Regions from separate parts of the Gossypium hirsutum genome. Here region 2 is linked to region 1. The links are chromatin contacts, called in public Hi-C maps. All regions are on one chromosome and are shown on one strand. Each heading gives the region's core, a stretch centred on a gene start, on an enhancer-like site or on the middle of the called end of the contact. The rest is flanking DNA. Distances are from core to core; before and after follow the strand shown.

Region 1 (2,942 bases), core at 328-2,827:
ATAATAATTGTAAAATCTAATATAAAATTTACCTCGTTATGAGTGGGAATGTATATGGGTGGTCCACTCTAGGACGTAAAAATGGAAAGCGAAACCGTGCCCATGACTGCAGTAGTGACAAGCAACCTCTGATTTGTTCTCTCAGTCGCGTTGCCCCGCACATCTCTCGATATAACGTTGCCAAGACGGCAGACCCTCAACTCAATTCACCAGCTCCTCTAAAATCAATGAGTTCAGCAGCCATCTTAGATGTACGTGGCTCCGTGACGTGTCGGGCATCAGATAACCTCCAATTAATTGAAGAATGTATGCCCGAGCATATCGGATTCTTTCAATTTCGGTTGAATCTTCATCCGGATCAAGGAATGTGTCACGTAACTAGCCCATCTCGATCTTACCTCCCTCCATTTTCTCCGGAATAGCGCCCAAAAGCTCGTAGCACACCCCCCCAATCGCTAGATTGGGCAGACCCGGTGACTGGGTACCCATCCACCGGCAATCCCAATTGCAGACTGACATCTTCTAGAGTGATAGTGCACTCTCCACATGGAAGATGGAATGTGTGCTTCTCGGGTCTCCACCTCTCGATCAACGCACTGATTAGTTTCGAGTCCACCTTGCATCCTCGGCCTATCGTCGCCACGTGCCAAAAATCCGCTTCCCGCAGGTAGTTCTCTACCAACGGTGATGAAGGACCATGTATATTCCGGATATTGCATTCTAAGACCCGATCTACAGACTTTTATAACAAATAATAAATTAATAATTATCTAAAAATGCATAAATAAAAAATTCTTAAATAATATTTAGAAATTAAATTTAACACTTACCATTTTCATTTGTTCCACCGGTATGTGATGCTTATCAAGACGAGTCAATTCTCTGGTCATTTAAAACAAAATTTTTAAAATTATTTAAAAAAATTTAAGAGAAATTTAGAAATTTTTACGGTTCAAAAAAATTTTAAAAAAAATTAAAATTATTTAAAAAAAGGAGTTAAGAGAAATTTAAGAAGAACTTGAGAGCAAATTGAGATTAAATATGGATTTGAGAGAAATTTGGAAGGAATTTGAGAGCAAATTGAGAGGAAATTTGAGAGAGGATTAGTTTGTGAAAAAAAAAAGGTGGGGGTATTTATAGTGTTTTTTTTTTACCGTTGGGGGGGACAACGGTCAAATTTTTGACCGTTGCACTGTTCACGCGCGGGGCAAGTCGCGGCCACGTCAGCGCGCTTTGCTGGCGTGGCAGCAAATCGTGTCCTGGAGGGCTCGATTTGTTGCAATGTCAGCAAAGCGCGCTGACGTGGCCGCGACTTGCTGGCGCGTCCCTTGACATCGCGCTGACGTGGACGCGATTTGCCGGAAAATAGCCCATTCCGGTAAATAATTAAATACCGGGCCCATTTCAGTAATTAAAAAAAAGGGCTTTTTTGTATAAATTGTCCAAAATTCTAAACATATTAATTGTCGTTAATTATGATTTAAAATGCTTTGATTATTAATTAAAAAATTTCTATTAGAAACTAATGGATTTAAAAAATATAACTAAAATACAACCACTAAGTAGAATTTGTAATAGCAAAATTTTAGTTAAACCAAATCCAGAGAGAAGGAATAAATGAACTACTCCTCAATAAATAAATCAAATGAGATTGATACACTCTTCTTGCTCTCTCTCTCTCTCAACACTCTTCCATTCCTTCGACGTCTCGAATCACAGCTATGGCAAGCCTATGGCGAGCAGCGACGGCGCTGACGGAGAAACCGAACGACTACGACGGTGTTCAATTCTGGTCGAATCCCGAACGAACCGGCTGGTTAGCTAAACAAGGTGAGTACATAAAAACCTGGCGTCGCCGCTGGTTCGTGTTGAAACAAGGGAGGCTGTTCTGGTTCAAGGAATCATCAATCACACGCGCCTCTCGCCCGCGTGGTGTGATCCCAGTTGCTACCTGTTTAACCGTGAAGGGAGCCGAAGATATCTTGAACAAGCAGTACGCTTTTGAGCTTTCGACGAGGGAGGAGACCATGTACTTAATTGCCGATGCGGAGAAAGAAAAGGAGGATTGGATCAACTCCATCGGACGCTCCATAGTTCAGCACTCCAGGTCCGTTACGGATTCCGAGATAGTTTATTATGATAACATGCGTTGATCATCCACAGTCACTCAGATCTATCATAATTCTGTTGTTTGTATATTTTACTTTTTTTGGCAATGATCAGATTGGTAATTGTTTGCTTATTCTTTTATATGTATATATATTAAAATTCAAAATATTTGCTTGTTTGATTTTAGTTTAGACAGGATGATTGATTTTGATAATTTTAGTTTAGACAAATTTCGGAAATTTATCCGTAATTCTTATGGAAGATAATTTTCTTACATAACCGACATAAAATTTAGATTATCTACCTTTGGTATTTCTTCTTTTTCCCTAGCTTCCCAGATGAGGCTGAAGTATATTTTCATACTGTTGTTCCAAATAACCGAAAGAAAACTTGAGCTGATCATGTTTAGCTAACAACTGCTGTGGTGAATAAAAGTTTGCATGTCATTTATGAACGAATGCAGCCTCCGCTAGGTCAATGGAACGAGCAAGGCCAGCAGCTTTGTTTTGACATTCGAGGTGCTCGGCATCAGGATCACTGTCTGCAACTACACCAGCGCCGGCTTGAAGATAAGCTACCCATTCTTGGCGTCTGCTGGAACCTTTGTATGAGTACATTGTGTCATAGCGGCTACCTGTAGGGAATACCATGGTCCTGAGAGCCAACGCAATATCCATATCCCCAGTGAAGGAAATGCCCCCAAATCCTCCGCTATAAGGACCTCGTCTTGACACCTCTAACTCATCGATTAGCTCCATCGCCTTCACCTATACCAATATCTCAACTTCATCAAAACCTAGAGGGGAGAGGGGAATTACTTCCTAGATTAAGTA
Region 2 (2,942 bases), core at 265-2,764, 310 kb before region 1:
CAGCACTTACCATTTTCTATTGATAAAAATTTTATTATGTTATCTGTAGAAAAATCTTCTATAGAGATACCATTAGTAGAAAATCATAAATTTGTGTGTGATAAAAATTTTACACCATAAAGAAAAGAGCAGATTAAACAACTAGAAACAAATCATTGGTTGTTCAAAAATTTAGAAGATAATTTTAGTAATTCTGATAATTATATAATAGTAAATCTTTTTGAAATTGAGCTTGTTGTTTGCAAATAGCTTCATTTATTTTTATAAAAATTTCTAGTGGTAATATTTGTCTAGCTTTACTATATAAACATAGTCTAAATACTTTATTCACAATGGGAATATTTTTCCCTTTATTAATAAAATACCGAAATATATCAAGAAGATTGTTTATCTCCTTAATATCCATATATTCTTATTCAATCTCATCCCAATCTCTATATAAAATAGATTTTAGTAATTCAATCTCTATATAAATTTCTAATAGTCTTCAGTATTTTCCTAACACTTCCTGTAATTGGTATCAGAGCGTTTGAGTAACGATTTTTGGAGAAATAATATCGTAGTATTCATTGTAAGTCTTTATCTTTTATTTACAACTCAGATTATTTCATGGATATTTATTTTAAAACCATATATCTGTTATTTCGTCTTTCTATTGCCTGCTTATGTCTGAGTGAGACTTTAGGCCTTTGAGAGAAGGTTTTAGGCCTTTGAGAGAAAAGACGTAAAAGATAACAGAAGGTTTTAGGTACCAAAGATAAATTTTATAGAAGAAACAAATTGTTTATATAAAGATAAAATTTGCAGTCATACTATGCATATCGACTCTAAAAATGAAAATAATATTTCAGCTCTGAGTAAAGATTTTAATATCCTTAATTAGGATAAGATAGTGCTTGAACAGATATATTCAAAAATCTTTAATTAGATACTTTTTCTTTATTAAATTTTTTATAAATAATTGTCCATTCCCTAACTTTTTTTTTTTTAAATTTTTTTAGCTCTATCCATCATGACTTCTAAGATAATCCATAAAGTATTATAGACTCCTATAGAACAGACAAAAAAGACTCTTAAAGTACAGAACAGACAAAAAAGACTTATAGAAAACGTTTTAACTATTCTCAAAGTAGAGATAGACTAGGGACTAAACAAGGAAGACTCTGAGATTAAAAGAAGATTGCTGCAATAATTATAAAGGAAAGGTGGCTTTCCAGGATCACAAATACGAAATTCCCTGTGAACTATTTCACAGTAAACAAAGATAACTCCAAATCAACCTCGAGTGACGAACCTGCCCGCCTGCCTGCCTGCCACGCTCCCTTCCCTCCACGTCCTCATCTTCACCCTCCACGTTTCATCCCATCCCTCTCTCACGCTTTTCCTTTGCTTTCCTGATCTCACCTCTCTTTCCTTTCTGCTGCTTCTTCCGCTGTTTGCATTTGAAAAACTCTGTTTTCCTTTTTTTCCTTTTCATCAAAAGCTTGGGTTTCTTTTTCTTCTTTTTTGCGCCATGTTGCTGAAAGCTGTTCCAACTTTTTCTTCGTTAAATCCTCAACTGGAAAATCAGGGTGCCCTGTTTTCCTCTTTTTCTTCTTCGATTAATCATCAGCTATCTTCTCTAAGAAATGGACCTGGGTCTCTTGTAGTTTGTGCAGCCAAAGGAGCCAACCACAAGCCACTAAGTGGTGTTGTTTTCCAGCCCTTTGTGGAAGTGAAAAAGGAACTTGATCTTGTCCCCTCCGTGCCTCAACTTTCTCTGGCTCGCCAAAAGTTTACTGATGACTGTGAAGCTTCCATCAACGAACAAATCAAGTGGGATCTTTTCTTTTTAGATTTTTAAGAATGAATTCTGAATGATTTCGTGATCGTGTCGATATTTACTAATGTCTGGTGCATTTGGCAGTGTCGAATACAATGTTTCCTATGTGTATCATGCTATGTTTGCTTACTTCGATAGGGACAACGTTGCACTCAAGGGTCTTGCCAAGTAATTCTTGTTGAAAATTCTTGATTTTGCTGAGCCCTTTTAGCTCCCCTTTTCGGTGTTAAGCTGACATCAGCCTTCCTCGTAATAGGTTCTTCAAGGAATCGAGTTTAGAAGAGAGAGAACATGCTGAGAAATTTATGGAATACCAGGTTTTCTATTCATTTTGCTTAGATCACAGTATGTGATTTTACTTTTGAAATTGTATGTATCATCATCATCCTAATTATGTATTCTATTTATGTACCTCGATAAAAAAAATTAGAGTTACAATTTATTTAGAAATTTTCTATTTTGGATTATAAGAAAACTGTCATGAAAGGGTTTTCCGTTTTTATTTATTTTTTGTTTTTGCTTACTTTTTGCTATTCTTTTGTTTATGTCATTGTTTCCCAAATTGGGTTTTTTTTTTTGTCTTTCTATTGTTATCAGAACAAACGAGGTGGAAAAGTGAAGCTGCAGTCCATAGTGATGCCCCTCTCTGAGTTTGATCATGCAGAGAAAGGAGATGCATTATACGGTAAGTTGATATTACCAAAGCTAGGTTTGTGTTTGGTTTGGTAAACAGTGCTTTCATTTCTTATTTGGTTGCCTTCTTTTTCTACCTTCAGATACTACATATCCACGTGTAACAATACAATGAGATATATAGTAACCATGGGAGTACGTTTGTAAATTTGTATGGTTGGTGGGAAGAGATATTTCTTGAACATTCACTTGAAGTATTTTGAATTTTGTTCATTAATCACCCCGTTGTCTTTCTTCATGCTGAATTGTACTGCATGACAATGTCATATTAGTCAAATTAGCATGGTATATGTGATTGAAGCTAATTGTATCTAATTCTTTGGTTCAGCAATGGAGCTTGCCTTGTCCCTGGAGAAACTAACAAGTGAAAAGCTCTTTAACCTACGTAATGTGAGACTCTCTCTGTCTATATATATACATAGATGTA

The links. Hi-C and Micro-C count contacts between places; a contact is called where the count stands out from the background.
Region 2: a Hi-C map of leaf shows a contact between it and region 1, with 4 times the contacts expected there. The contact joins the promoter of LOC107904058 here to the promoter of LOC107904147 in region 1. A contact is called at or near these places in 2 of 34 Hi-C or Micro-C datasets (both in leaf).

What each region holds. Positions count from the first base shown.
Region 1 is chrD05:34,605,195-34,608,136 of Gossypium_hirsutum_v2.1, reverse strand. It overlaps LOC107904147 (pleckstrin homology domain-containing protein 1), which reads left to right and starts at 1,577. Exons shown (of 2, transcript XM_041092900.1): 1 at 1,577-2,107; 2 at 2,573-2,776. The coding sequence starts at 1,722. The coding sequence ends at 2,582. LOC107904146 (anthranilate synthase alpha subunit 1, chloroplastic) reads right to left here. Exons shown (of 11, transcript XM_016830419.2): 11 at 2,311-2,876. The coding sequence ends at 2,553.
Region 2 is chrD05:34,917,439-34,920,380 of Gossypium_hirsutum_v2.1, reverse strand. LOC107904058 (ferritin-3, chloroplastic-like) reads left to right here and starts at 1,514. Exons shown (of 8, transcript NM_001326931.1): 1 at 1,514-1,815; 2 at 1,907-1,990; 3 at 2,079-2,139; 4 at 2,420-2,507; 5 at 2,844-2,905. The coding sequence starts at 1,514.